2 separate regions of the Triticum aestivum genome follow, and region 2 is linked to region 1. A link is a contact called in public Hi-C data. All regions are on one chromosome and are shown on one strand. The core of a region is the stretch at or near the end of the contact, and the rest is flanking DNA. Distances in the headings are between cores, read along the strand shown. Region 1 holds the start of LOC123079264 (glutathione S-transferase 1). Region 2 holds the start of LOC123079268 (clp protease adapter protein ClpF, chloroplastic).

Region 1 (6,897 bases), core at 3,081-5,580:
GCATTGTACACTTGTCAAATAGCACGAAATGCAGAGTGTTGATTTGATGTCTGTAAAATGATTTTGAGGCATATGCTAATTTTATCACTCTTTAATAGGTTCATCCCGTGGTTCGAAAATAGGCGTTGTCCTTGGAACAGTTGGTGGAGTGATAGGGCTGCTCATCATAGGGGCTCTGTTTATTATCTGTAATGGAAGGAGAAAAGGTCATCTGCGTGAAGTTTTTGTGGATGTATCAGGTAGTGTATATGGTGCTTTGTTTGTTTTCATCTTTTTTTCCCCTGTAGTCTTGTTCATTAGCTTATCGAAACGAAGATGTGGTTTACTGGTTTATATATGCATACACAGCTTTTTTGTTACTGGCATATTATGGTTACTGAACCACATGTAACAGTGTTTCTGGCTATATGGAAATAGTTAGTGTCCAGCATCTTTTGCGACTTCTCTGTAGCACCATCTGTGTTTTTGAGGCCCAATGTCCAGCTTACAATTTTGAAGTTTTCATGTGTTGCATTGCATTGAACTGATCAATCATATGTAGCTGAATGCATTCCTCGTATGCAGAGGCCGAGATTTTTCTTCGATTTAACTAACAGATCTGATAACTTCCACAGGTGAGGATGACCGAAGAATTGCATTTGGGCAGTTGAAAAGGTTTGCATGGCGAGAATTACAACTCGCTACTGATAACTTCAGTGAGAAAAATGTTCTTGGACAAGGGGGCTTTGGAAAAGTATATAAAGGAGCACTTCCAGATGGCACTAAGATAGCCGTAAAGCGGTTAACTGATTATGAAAGTCCTGGTGGGGAGGCTGCCTTCCTGCGTGAAGTTGAGCTGATTAGTGTTGCAGTTCACCGGAATCTTTTAAGATTGATTGGGTTCTGTACAACACAAACGGAACGTCTACTTGTTTATCCTTTCATGCAGAATCTTAGCGTAGCCTACCGTTTGCGAGGTACTTTCTTTCTTCTTAACCAATCAACCAGTTGATTTATCTCCTGCAATCCCACGGTTGTGCTACTCTATGAAGTTTCTCAGATCCTTCATCAATGTGCTTAAAGATTCTGTAACTGGTCTTGGACCTTCATTTAGGCTTAGTAACTTTTAAAAATTTAGATAGCTTCCTGTTGAAATCTTTATATTTCGTATGCTCTGTTTGCTTTACCAATGCAAGATGCCAGCATGCATAGACTTGTTTCTAGTAAGTCGTAAAATGATCTAGACAGTTACTTGGTAGGCAGTATAAATCCTGAGTAAAGAATAGATAGACCAAGATCAAAATGCAATATCAAATAATCTTCCGAGATATACCATCCAGGTAAGTGATGAAAGAAAGGAAAAAGGCCAGTCAGTAAAATCCAACATCCAGTGTTTATTAAATGATTAAAGTGAGTGAAATGCAATTTGCTTCTACATCCAGAACATGATTTTTCTTAAATGTTTTTCTAGTCTGCTTCGTTTTTGTTGTGGACATTCATTACCTTTCAGTTTACAATGACTAAATCTATTTGTTAGTTTTTCTGTTTTCTTTCCATCTGTATACTTTTCTCTTATGTGCTCCTTGTGTTGAATGGTGCAGAATTTAAACCTGGGGAACCAATATTAGATTGGAACGCAAGGAAACGAGTGGCTATAGGCACAGCGCGTGGACTGGAGTACCTGCACGAGCACTGCAATCCTAAGATCATACACCGTGATGTCAAGGCCGCGAATGTCTTGCTTGATGAAGGTTTCGAACCAGTTGTGGGCGACTTTGGCTTGGCAAAGTTGGTGGATGTACAGAAGACATCTGTGACCACTCAAGTCCGAGGGACTATGGGTCACATTGCACCAGAATATCTGTCCACAGGGAAGTCATCTGAGAGAACAGATGTTTTCGGCTATGGTATAATGCTTCTTGAAGTGGTCACCGGGCAGCGCGCCATTGACTTTTCACGTCTGGAGGAAGAAGATGACGTGCTGTTACTTGATCATGTAAGTCAACTCCACTTCCCACCCCATCTAAACTTGATTGATTCAAGCTGCTACGGAGTAAGCTTTGTGTATGAAGAACTCTATGGACAACAACTTAAGAGACTCGCACTAGTTGAACAAAAAGACATGCATTCTTGGTAGAGTAGCACTACACGACACTAGTTAAAATAAATCCTGGATGCCGCAGCATATGATCTAAAGCATAATGTTCGTGCCGCAAATGTGCAGGTGAAGAAGCTACAAAGAGAAGGGAATCTAGACGCCATCGTGGATCGCAACCTGAACAACAGCTTCGACAGGCAGGAGGTGGAGATGATGATGCAGATCGCGCTGCTGTGCACCCAGGGGTCGCCCGAGGACCGGCCCTCCATGTCGGAGGTGGTAAGGATGCTGGAAGGGGAAGGCCTGGCGGAGCGGTGGGAGGAGTGGCAGCAGGTGGAGGTGACGAGGAGGGAGGACTACGAGCGGATGCAGCAGCGGTTCGACTGGGGCGAAGACTCCATCTACAACCAGGACGCCATCGAACTGTCCGCCGGCAGATAACCGGCGTCAGACTGCTCGCTGTTGGTAATAATGCCATTCTTCGTAGCAGGGTCGGAGTCTTGTATATTGTGATGTTGTCGTAAGTCAATGTTGCTGACTGTATATTCGTGTTGCCTCCACGAAACCTTGGTTTTTGTGCCGGGGCGTTAGCTCTGGACTGGACAGGCAAAAAAGAGGAGTAGATATGCAGGTGCTGCCGCTGGGGTGGCTTGAAATGAAAGTTGAAACTTTTATATGCACCTTCTGCTTGGCGAGGCAGCACGTGCTTAGTGTATGTAAATCGATTTGTTTTGCATAGCCATTTGCCGACCCTTCATGCGTGGCTCCATATGGAGTTGGTTCTGCTGCCGCGCATCTTGCTTTGCTCCAGGGCCGAGCACACCTACAGGCTACAGCAGCAATAACTTTTGTACTGGGCAAACGAGATGGTGGGATGCAGGCGTGGCTATCTTTGCTGGGTGTCACCATAATTGGAGTGACATGTATCTAATAAACCCGTAGTTTCAACCATGGGGAAGATCAAATTTGAATATTGTTATTGTTCGGCTAATCAAGCGACACATGCGATAGCTAATTACAGTTTTTGTAATCACTTTTCTAGTGTTTGGACAAATGAGCCACCAGATTGTCTTGGTTAGTAAGTTCATAGACAGTATTTTTATCGTGTGATTAATAAAGCTAGTCATGATGGTCTTTTCTAAAAAAAACCTCTTGTCACATTACTGCCGACACACCTGAGGAACACACCTCCACCCACCATGCAGGCCATGCTCCCGGACTTCTTCGTTGAACCGATGACACTCATGCCGTCAGTATGACCACGCGTTGTTGACATGTCGCACCGTCGGAGCAAGGCACCACACCGATCAACACGTGGTTGTATCGATACTCGCCCTTAAAAGAGGATGACATGTATTGATACTCGCCCTTACAAGAGGAAAAGACCGAACGATAGGTGAACGAGATGCTAGGCACCAGGGTGATCGTGCACATCATGAGCCCATACCCTGCTCTGTTTCTCCCGGTGATAAAGAAGGATCCGCAGCTTGAACACTGTCTCACATTGAAGAACAAGTTTCCCCTTCAAGAAGAAGGCCGATCTCCATCCCATGCTGGCGTACAAGTACTTCGGGTCATTCGCGGTCGAAGAGCGTGTCAGAACGATGGCCTACCGCCTGAAGCTTCCACAAGGCAACTGCATCCACCCTGTCTTCCACGTCTCACGGCTCAAGTCCTTCATCCATCACTGTGCGCCAGTGTTTTCGGAGCTGCTGCGCATTCTCGACCTCGCTGACACCAGTCGCCACCTGGACCGCCGCATGACGAAAGAAGAACAACGCTCCGGTCGTCCAACTTCGGCGCTGTTCGGTATCGCTCCGCTCCACAACTCCGAGAGTGGAGTTGGCGGAGCTGCAGTTCAAAATGGCGGAGTTGCAGTTCCCCGCTCCGCAGATTCCGGGAGCGGGTGATTACAGAACAGGGCCTTCGTCTTCAATGGGATACGCTGCCAGCTGACACCGCAACATGGGAAGACTATGACATGCTCCGACGGCGGCCATCTTGAACGGGGGATTCCTCTTAAGGAGGGGCAACTGTCACGCCTGCAGTGCAGAGTACCGAACCTGCAGCGGACTTAAGATTGCAAGGGAGCTGCCTCTTGCGGCCGTGGGCCGTCGGGCTTGTAACGAGGGACCGAGAGTGGCCCAATGGGGGATCGGCCTAGTGCGTGGCTGTGTTCTTCTCAAAAAAGAAAAAAGGAAGAAGAAAAAGTGTGTGGCTGTGTTGTAAACTGTAAAGTGTAAACCTTGAGGTTTAAAAAGAAATGAGAAGCGTGTGCTCTCCTCTCACCTCCGCCGTCTCCTCCCTCAGCTGCTCTCCTCTCCTCTCACCTACCCTCCAGATCGGGTCGTAACTCGTAACAGGGATCAGGGTGGCCATGGCTCCGGTGAAGCTGTACGGCATGACCATGTCGTGGAACGTGACGAGGTGCGTGGCGGCCCTGGAGGAGGCCGGCGTCGAGTACGACGTCGTGCCCATCGACTTCGGCGCCGGCGAGCACAAGACCCCCGACCACCTCGCCAGGAACGTACGTATGCTTACCGCCTTCAGTTTGCAATGCCCTCCATATATGCTTCTACTCTAGTCTCAAAAGGGTTTCCGGTGCGTTTCCGGTGCACTTGACTGAAACCCATGCCTGCTTGGTGTTCTTATGAAGCCCTGACTAAAATTTCAGAAACGAACACATGCAACATATGATCTCAGCAGGAGACCTAATCAACTGGTCATCAAAACAAGCGTTAGTTCCTAAGGGTCCATAGTGGTACTATTCGAAATTTCAGACTTGGCTTCTAAGCATTTTTTGCCTTTTGAGCAGATCTTTCCACACTCTGCTTTGTCGATCCCTTTAGTAGCTACAGTTTTGTTGAATGCGCAATTAGCCATAAATTTGAATGTCGAAGTATCTATGCATACAATTAGTCTGCTACTACGGGGTATGTTTAGCGGCTGTCTGTTCACCGGTGGTTCTATACTAAAAGAAGCATGTACAAGAAAATGGAAATGTTTGCATGTTATCTTGTTCATATAGGTTTGACCAACCGATCTTAGTGTTATGTAACTGTGGCATTTGATGATTCCTGTTTTTTAGAGGTGTGACATCCGATTGACAAAAACCTCACTGTCTTCATATGGTCCTCTGCAGCCCTTTGGTCAGATGCCGGTTTTGCAGGATGGCGACTTCTACGTCTGGGGTATGATGCTAACTCTTGGAGATGTGTCTCTTTTCCATCCATTGTGAATATAAACTTAAAAGGGACAAGATGCTCTAAGCATTATTGTTGCTTTGCTGTTGATGTTGCTGCCTTATTTCCCAAAAGTGTGTCTAAGTTGGCATTTCCAGTTTTCCACCTTCGTTGAAATATAATGGTACCTAAGCTGTCAGTCTAAGATAGCGTGATGCAAAAAAGTATCAATTATGTATAAATTGTCAGCTGTTACTATATTAGGAGCCCCCCTCTTGTTTTCCTTTTCGATTTTATTATTTGTATGTTTTCCTTGATGTTGTAGTCACTTTGGCAGCAGGCTCCCATTGTTTCATCAAAAGAAAAAAAAGGAGTACAAATTTTGGGACTTGGTTGCTATGTGAAACAATATTTCCACTAGGCAAATAATGAAATGTTTTTCTCATTATAGAAACCAAATTAATCGCGGAGGACCAAATCATAGGGAAGTACAACACAACATCATTTCTATGAAAGGGACGTGGTCGTTCTTGGATAAACGATGACCCACAATCTTATTAGAATGAAATGGCATTTGCTACGTACTGAATTGCCATCAACCTATTCTAGTATGCTCAAAACATCAGCTTAACCAGAAAAGAGAAGAAAAATCACATGTCTTAGTTATCCAGGATTCGAGGCAAATGCATATACTTATGTTTGCTTTAGAACAATTTATGTTAGAATCGCGTTACTACCGTTGCTGATTATCACAACTCTGATTATGTTTTTTCTTTTCTTGTTAGAATCGCGTGCTATTTGCAAGTACACATGCCGCAAGAACAAACCGGAGCTGTTGAAGCAGGGCAACCTCAAGGAATCGGCAATGGTAGATGTGTGGCTCGAGGTGGAGGCCCATCAGTACACCGCCGCACTGGAGCCCGTTATCCTCGAGTGCCTCATCCGTCCTATGTTCGGGCGAGCCACTGACCAGAAAATTGTTGAGGATAACCTTGTGAAACTGAAGAAGGTGCTGGAGGTGTACGAGGCGCGACTGAGCAAGTGCAAGTACCTGGCTGGAGACTTCCTCAGCCTCGCGGACCTTAACCATGTGTCTGCTACCGCATGTCTGGCGACTACACCCTATGCTTCTTTGTTCGACGCGTATCCGCATGTGAAAGCCTGGTGGTCTGGCCTGATGGCGAGGCCGTCCGTCCAGAAGATCACTGCACTAAAGAAGCCGTATTTTCAGAATAGTGTCTAGCACAGTTTTCGCCGCGGCCCACGAAATAAGCCGGGCTGTCTCCCGACGTTTGTCGTGTCCAGGCGCGCGTTGTTGTAATAATTAGACAACACCCCACGCGTTGCTGTGAGACTTTTTAGCAATAAACTGTGAAATGATTTATTGCTAAAAGATAAAAAATAAAATCTATGATGTGGAGGGTTTGCATGTGTTTGATGATGGGGAGGTTTTGCATGTGTTAAAAAAAGATTGCATATGATTGATGATATGGAGGCTTGCATGTGCTAGAATGAAAACCAGAACAACGGCGCAAGCGCCAAGAGAATCTTCAGTTTCTCTCTTTCCAAATGTTTCACATGATATACATCGCAACAATAGTCTTCCATTTTCTCTCCTTGGATTTTGCCTTTTTTCTG
Region 2 (6,897 bases), core at 2,552-5,051, 520 kb before region 1:
TTCGTCGTCGTCCACGGCGCAGGTATATATAGCTCGGAATCTGTGTTGCCTCTGGGCACTGGCTCTCTGTCTTACGCTTGCTGATGAGCTGAACTAGGTGATTTCTGATTTGGGTGTAGAATCCAGACGAACTGATGAACATAATTTGGGATGCTATGTGCTGTCAGAATTGACGCTAACTACCAAGTGACCTTGAAATGCCTCTCAGTGAGCGAGCCATGCTTACATTATTAGTGCAAATAACCTGCTTGGAAGATATTTAGCATGCAATGGGTCTGATTGATAGTCTCTAGGGTCTGCCTGTAGGATAGTGCTGAAGAACCAGGGAATTTGGTCAGTTCCAATGTTATACGGTACCCGTAATCCCTGTAACTATAATTGGGCTGCTAGAGTTTGAGTTTGTAAAATTAGTGTCATGATATCAAGATTGTAATAGTCCTCTATCTGAATTTACTACTTCAGGTTCTTTTGGCCACTTCCAAGCAAGTAGATCTGGAGTACATAAAGGAGGGTTGCATTCAACACTGGTGAAGGCTGGCTTTGTGGCTACAAGAATTTCAGTACGGTGCACTTCTAAAATTTCACTATCATGTGGATATCGTAACTTCCAGTTCCATATTTTTTTTCAGGATCTTGTCGATGTATGCCATGCTTCTTTGATGCAATGCTTAAACAGTGTTCTAATAATATATATGTTGCAACATAGGTGACTTCTCTCAACCAGGAAATTGTTAGAGCCTTGGCAAGAGGTACACTACATAGAAATGAAGACTAGTGCATTTTATGCTAATAATTCAGCTACATGCTTATCATGGTAATCTGTCATTATGGTGAACTAATCAACTAGTGTGTTGTCATTAGTGTCGTCTTGAATAGGTATTGAAAGTTCATGATTATGTTTATTATTGTTTTTCCACAGGATCTGCATGTGTTCCTTTGTCTGGATGAATTATGTCGTGATCTGAAGTTTTTACTTAAATTGCAAGGATGCATGTTCATATAGCAATAACAATTCATATATCTACTATGTATTTTCAATGACCTGACCAGCTTATATATCAATTTTGTGATATATGTTTTATAAAAACTATTAATTTTTAAGTGTGAATCAGTGGTAAATAAATGACTTGTGGAAGTGCTTCTGCAGAAGGAATACCGTCTGTTGGGATGTCACCATTTGCTTGTGGATGGTCTACTCAGCGAAGAGATGTGAGCAAACTAGAGGATTCTTGCATCTTTGGATAGACACCTGACAATACACAGTTTTTGTGGATATATGTCTAATCGTGTAAACAAAGATGTTGACATATGTGCATTTGCAGCTTGCATCAGCCAATGCTTCTCAAATCATTGAGTCACTCCATGCTGGTTTTGTCCCTGTAAGCTATTGCACCTTAGGTTCTTTAGTAATTATTTCTGTAGAAATTTTCTTTGATCTAAGTTTGCAGCCCAAGTACGGCAATTATGTGAATCATATGCGGCAAAAATGTTGTTTCTGGATATTAGTAGCATATTCTTTAGACTTGTGTTTAATGAGCATTGTTTACATGGATCTTTCACTAATGCTTTTGGTAAGCTGCAATGATTCGCAATACATATATGTTCCCAACATAGCTCTGGGTGTATTGTTAAGTAATAGATCAGTTCTGACATTTGAAATAGCTCGGACAGTTTTTCAGTAATGTTATAAGAATAAGGGAAGCATCGCCTAACTTCCACGTGTTCTTTTTTCATCTACATATGAAGAAGAATACAAACTTGCAGCTATGGTTTTCTGTGTAGAATAATGGTCTGTTTCCTCGCAGGTTTTGCACGGAGATGCTGTTCTTGATGAATCGCTGGTGAGTTTTAAATTGGATTATGCCCACATTCTTGTTTAGATTCACATACAGGTTGGGACACACTATTTATTCACTTGTACTGAGACTGATGTTAGGATTAAATGACCAGGACTGCACCATATTGAGTGGGGATGTCATTATACGCCACCTTGCACAGCTTTTGACTCCAAAATATGTCGTGTTTCTGGTACTGTTACCTTGTCTCCTTACCATGACTTGATCATTTATTGTAACAGTATGGCAACTTGCTGACTTAGCTGTACTGTCTTTCTTATAATTCAATTTTGTTGTTATAAGATGGGCTTCATCTTATTTCATTTGTATGCACCATGCTTCATATGTTTCATTGTTTTGCCAAGTTTTTCTTTACTCTGACAATTGATATTTAGACAGATGTTCATGGAGTATATGACCGTCCTCCAACTGACCCAAATGCAGTACTTCTCAAAGAGATAGGTTAGTATCCACCCGTTGTAGATCAACTTTGTCTGCATGTGTAATCTTCTTGGTTGATATACATCAATTATTGTAGGGAAATGCAGGAAAAAACATGCAATTCCAGTTTACTGACATGTGCTGCTTAACAGAGGTAGATGACAACGGAGGCTGGTCGATTGTAAAACCTGCATTACAAGGCAACAGAAAAGAAGGTATCATCATGTCTCCCTTCCATGTGTACCATGATGGTTGAGTGGTTGATGTCTGCATAGTTGTGTAGTATATACTGATGAAGGCATGCCGCTACAGCCTGCAGAGGTTGAACATAGCAATTTCAAGTTGATAATTGTAAAACAAAAAAATGCTTGATTCAAGTAGTCAGTGATGATTTCCTAAGTGACAACCTTATTATCACCAAATGCATTCTTTGTTCTTATGTATCGTTTGAAGGGGGGGAAATGCTTTGAGGGAGCAATTATCTGTAACATGAGTCGCTGTCATCAAAATTATGGTTTATTGGACTGAGAACAGACTAATTTCATGATCCAGATGTACTGCTTGTAAACTAGTATCGCTTGTATAAGCCTAAGATATCCAGCGATTCACTGCAGTGGAGATATCAGTAGCCGCACACGACACCACTGGAGGAATGGAGACCAAAATACTGGAAGCTGCCGCGATAGCTAGGCTTGGAGTTGATGTGTACATCACAAAGGTGTGAATATTTCCTCTGCTCATACCGTAAAACGTGACTAAAACGATAACTAAATTCATAATGCGACAGTACAGTTTTTGTTAAAAAGTTGTTTTGTGATGCAGGTTGACACTGAGCACTCCCTGAGAGCCTTGAAGGGGGATGTGAACACAAGCTCGGACGATTGGCTTGGGACTGTTATACGCGCTGCCAAATAGAGTTCTTGCCACAGAAGAGAAGCAACGCAAATTTTTATGTCGCGTAGGGTTCGCTGATGAGCTTTGATGTTCGCCAGATGATAATTTAGAGGTTTATTCCTACTGCGATCACTTTTTTTGCTGAATGGCACGCTAGTGTTGTGACCAATGGTAATACCTCCATATGTCCGAGAACACGGAACATTCCTTTGTGATTTACAGTAGCCATTTATTACTTTTACGAGAAAAATGCAGTTGTTTGTCAGCTGGAGTGAGGTGGATTTTCTGTAATCAGGACCATAAACCAATAGGTTTATATAAATAATACCCCTCTGTAAACAAATAAGTTATCTAAAACGTCTTATATTTGTTTACAGAGGGATTGTTACTGAACTGAAATAATGAGTTAAACGTTGAGGAAATCATTTGCAAATCGTGTAACCTATTTTTGATAGTTTGATAATCAAATTGAAGGCAAGGCAACCATAGGGTGCCTCGCAAATAAATAAATAAAAATAAAGCAACCATATGGTGCGATGCAGTACCTTTTCATTTCTACATTTCCCGGCAGAAATTTAACTCGAATTCCACGAAAATCTTAATGCAGGCAGCAAACGCTCGGGCTAAAGAACGAACGACTGGTCCAGGGCGGCGAGTTGGGAGCTGGGGCGCCCTATCCACCAAACATCAACCACTACCGTAGGCATAGCAGCAGCGACAGAGCGCAACACCAACGCAACCCCGTTCCGTACCCTGGCGCCGCGCAGCGCCCACGCGTTCCCTGCGCCCGCTCCAGCGGTCCCTCGCTGCGTGTACCGGCGCCGCACCGTGCTTTCCTCCTCTCCCCCAAGCCCAAGGCCGCCGCCTCCGGTAACCGAGCTCTGCTCCCTCCCCGCCCCGCCTTGATTTTTCCGTGCCCCGCCGCCGCCGCACCCTGTAGCATCGTCCCCCTCTCGTCTCGATACTTGAACGCCAGTTCTGCAACTCAAAAACAGATTGACCAACATTTAGGGATTAGAAGAACATGCCCCGCAATTTTTTTTAAGTAGGATTTCTAGCACTGCTTTTAAATAGGAATACGCCTTTGTTAATTCAGGTGTATTTTGTGGTTTCAACCTATTTAGCAGAATTATAACGAGTTTCAGGCAAAGTTGCTTCAGTTCATCTTATTAGAGCATGTCATTGTTTGTTTGTGTGCTCTGGTGCAGTTGTATGTCCCATTAACTAGCTGCTTACGACTGTATGTAGGTGTGGGTATTGTGCCGCTCCAGCTGTGGCGATCGACCCGTGCATGTTTTGGACCTATCACATTGCGTATATACAATGCAAGGCATATCTGTGTGCGATTCGGTCGCCACGCCCCACGGAACAAACTGCAGATCAGCCTGTGTTGCTAGGAATGATCTGAGGTTCTGTTACAAAATAAATCCTGCAAGCCGTGGGGCATACGCGTGGCGCTGGTGTGCGGAAAAGCTGCACATGGGGACCAACCGTGGAAAAATAAACACCACAGTAAGGACCAATGCCAGATGGTTCTTTGGAGGAGATGCTCGTAACAGTAACAGTAACAATAATGCGGCCGCGAGGCTGGAGCGCAGTGAGTCTGCTAACGAAGACATCTTGATCTTCTACTTTCAGCTGGATGTACAGACTCGGATACAGGTGAGTGTTTGCTTCTTTGCCACCACCTCACCGCAATTACTAATATCTGTCATACTGTAATTTTTTACCAGTCAATTGTCTAGATTACAGTTTACTAGTTGAATCTAACATCGTTTCACTGTTGTTTCCACTGACAACTGATACATCCAAATGTTTGATAATTATTTATGCAAATCGAACCTCACTATTGAACTCTGCTTGGTTCTTGCCAGTATGCATTGAATATAGAGCAGTTTGATGCGGCAAAGCAATTAAGGGAAAAGCTTGCTGAGGTACCTTAATGGCGTTCACTTCTAAGATAAGTGAATTTTGAGGATAATTTCTCTGTGAAGAAAGTCTTATCTCTTATTTTGTAGATCGAAACAGAGGTAACTAGGCAGCGTGAAGCTAAAAGAGGTTCATCGAAGAATGAAGCTCAGGATAAATCTTTAAATCTCCTACGCGCGCGGTATGTTGATATTTCCTTGGTACCCGTAAGGAGAAGATTTAAAATACTATAACATGTACATTTTCCCAATATAATGATTATGCTCTGGTGCTCCATTTTCTTAATTAACATATAGGCTAATCTCGTAAGGGAAAATTTGTTGTGGAACACTCCAAAGTTGGTTCATTTGGCAGAGAGCTCACCTTTATCCTTTTGTTGCAGTGCAGATTTGCAGAATGCTATTGAGAGCGAGAACTATGCTTTGGCAGCTGAGCTGCGTGACACAATCTCTAAGCTTGAGGTATGCCAAAACTTAGGTGCACCAGTCATGTCATGATTATGTTAAATAGCTTTACTTCAAATGTCATGTAGGGTGATTCTCTGGCACTTTCTGCTAAAGCCCTGGCCTACCAAAGTGTGAAATATGAGTTTCGACTAGGGCAGAAAGTACGCCACAAAGTACATGGTGAGTAATTTTGCACCATCTGTTATTGTTAAAAGCTCTGGCATGCTAAAGGACTGCTAATAATTCCATTGATTGTTACTCCCTCCGTTCCAAAATAGATGACCCAACTTTGTACTAAAGTTAGTACAAAGTTGGGTCATCTATTTTGGAACGGAGGGAGTATTTCTAAGTAAACATATCAGTGTTGGTCACTATCTTTTTTTGTCAACAATAGTTTGTCGATTGTTAAGTTGTTCAAGTTTGCGTTCCTACAGTCGGAGACTGAACTGAACCACTGAAAGTAATCATATGTATCTCTAGCTGATATGTAGGTGTGACCTATATTTAGGTAATTATACTGTAGTAGTATATGGTTTGAAAGATTTGAGATATTTTTTTATCTTTATTCATTTGTTTGTCATTAGGCTTAATTTTTGTAGTTCAGCACTCACGATTCATTCATGTGAGACACTTTGTCTTTTGATTTCTCCTGCTGAAGGATATAGAGCTGTGATATGTGGCATGGATCCTGTGTGCTGTGAATCCAAGTCATGGATGGAGACGGCAAATGTGGAGAAGTTATCTAAAGGACCAAATCAACCTTTTTATCAAGTAAATGTTGCTTCCAGTTTAAGTTGTTCCTCAGTATCCACAGTTCCAAGCAAATCTCAGTTCTTTTTTCTTGTAGCATCTGCAAGATATATTTTAGTGCTAATTTTGTCAAGTTTAGAGCTTAGATTGTGTTACATGGACGTAATATTAGCGCAATGACAACCATTGATACATGATTCTGGCAACGGCTAACTTAGTGACATGGTACATCTTGTACTTGACTTATCCTTCTGTGGCCAGTTGGCCCATAGTCCTGATTTTAAATCCACGATTGTACACCTTGCACACAAGTCCTGAAATTGCTGAGAATCTTTTGCAAGGTTGTGATGGGAACTTTCATTTATTATAACTTAGTTACCATCTAAGCTAGCTCATCATAGCAATATCTATCTATCCTTCTTCTTACTTTCCTCCTTGCAATATAGCACATAAAGGCTTTGAATTATGGATTTGAGGTGATGGAAAATAGGGGAGCCCCCTGACAATATAATAAGTAGGAACCCAAATCCGTGTCCACAAGGACATAAACCAGGTGGTGGGATTGTACATCCTCCCCTACCCAGGTGAGCTAGGCTCACTTC

What was found. A called contact is a pair of places that touch in the nucleus more often than the background predicts.
Region 2: a Hi-C map of leaf shows a contact between it and region 1, with 5 times the contacts expected there. The contact joins the promoter of LOC123079268 here to the promoter of LOC123079264 in region 1. A contact is called at or near these places in 3 of 5 Hi-C or Micro-C datasets (all in leaf).

What each region holds. Positions count from the first base shown.
Region 1 is chr3D:415,794,456-415,801,352 of IWGSC CS RefSeq v2.1, reverse strand. LOC123079264 (glutathione S-transferase 1) reads left to right here and starts at 4,330. Exons shown (of 3, transcript XM_044501996.1): 1 at 4,330-4,604; 2 at 5,220-5,268; 3 at 6,045-6,700. The coding sequence starts at 4,455. The coding sequence ends at 6,502. LOC123079265 (LRR receptor kinase SERK2) reads left to right here. Exons shown (of 12, transcript XM_044501998.1): 9 at 99-239; 10 at 615-956; 11 at 1,581-1,975; 12 at 2,204-2,834. The coding sequence ends at 2,518.
Region 2 is chr3D:416,309,627-416,316,523 of IWGSC CS RefSeq v2.1, reverse strand. LOC123079268 (clp protease adapter protein ClpF, chloroplastic) reads left to right here and starts at 3,801. Exons shown (of 11, transcript XM_044502003.1): 1 at 3,801-4,040; 2 at 4,419-4,832; 3 at 5,045-5,104; 4 at 5,189-5,280; 5 at 5,482-5,560; 6 at 5,632-5,725; 7 at 6,204-6,316. The coding sequence starts at 4,494. LOC123079271 (isopentenyl phosphate kinase) reads left to right here. Exons shown (of 12, transcript XM_044502004.1): 2 at 1-22; 3 at 463-560; 4 at 707-749; 5 at 1,148-1,209; 6 at 1,323-1,379; 7 at 1,806-1,841; 8 at 1,951-2,028; 9 at 2,231-2,297; 10 at 2,429-2,491; 11 at 2,891-2,994; 12 at 3,099-3,569. The coding sequence ends at 3,191.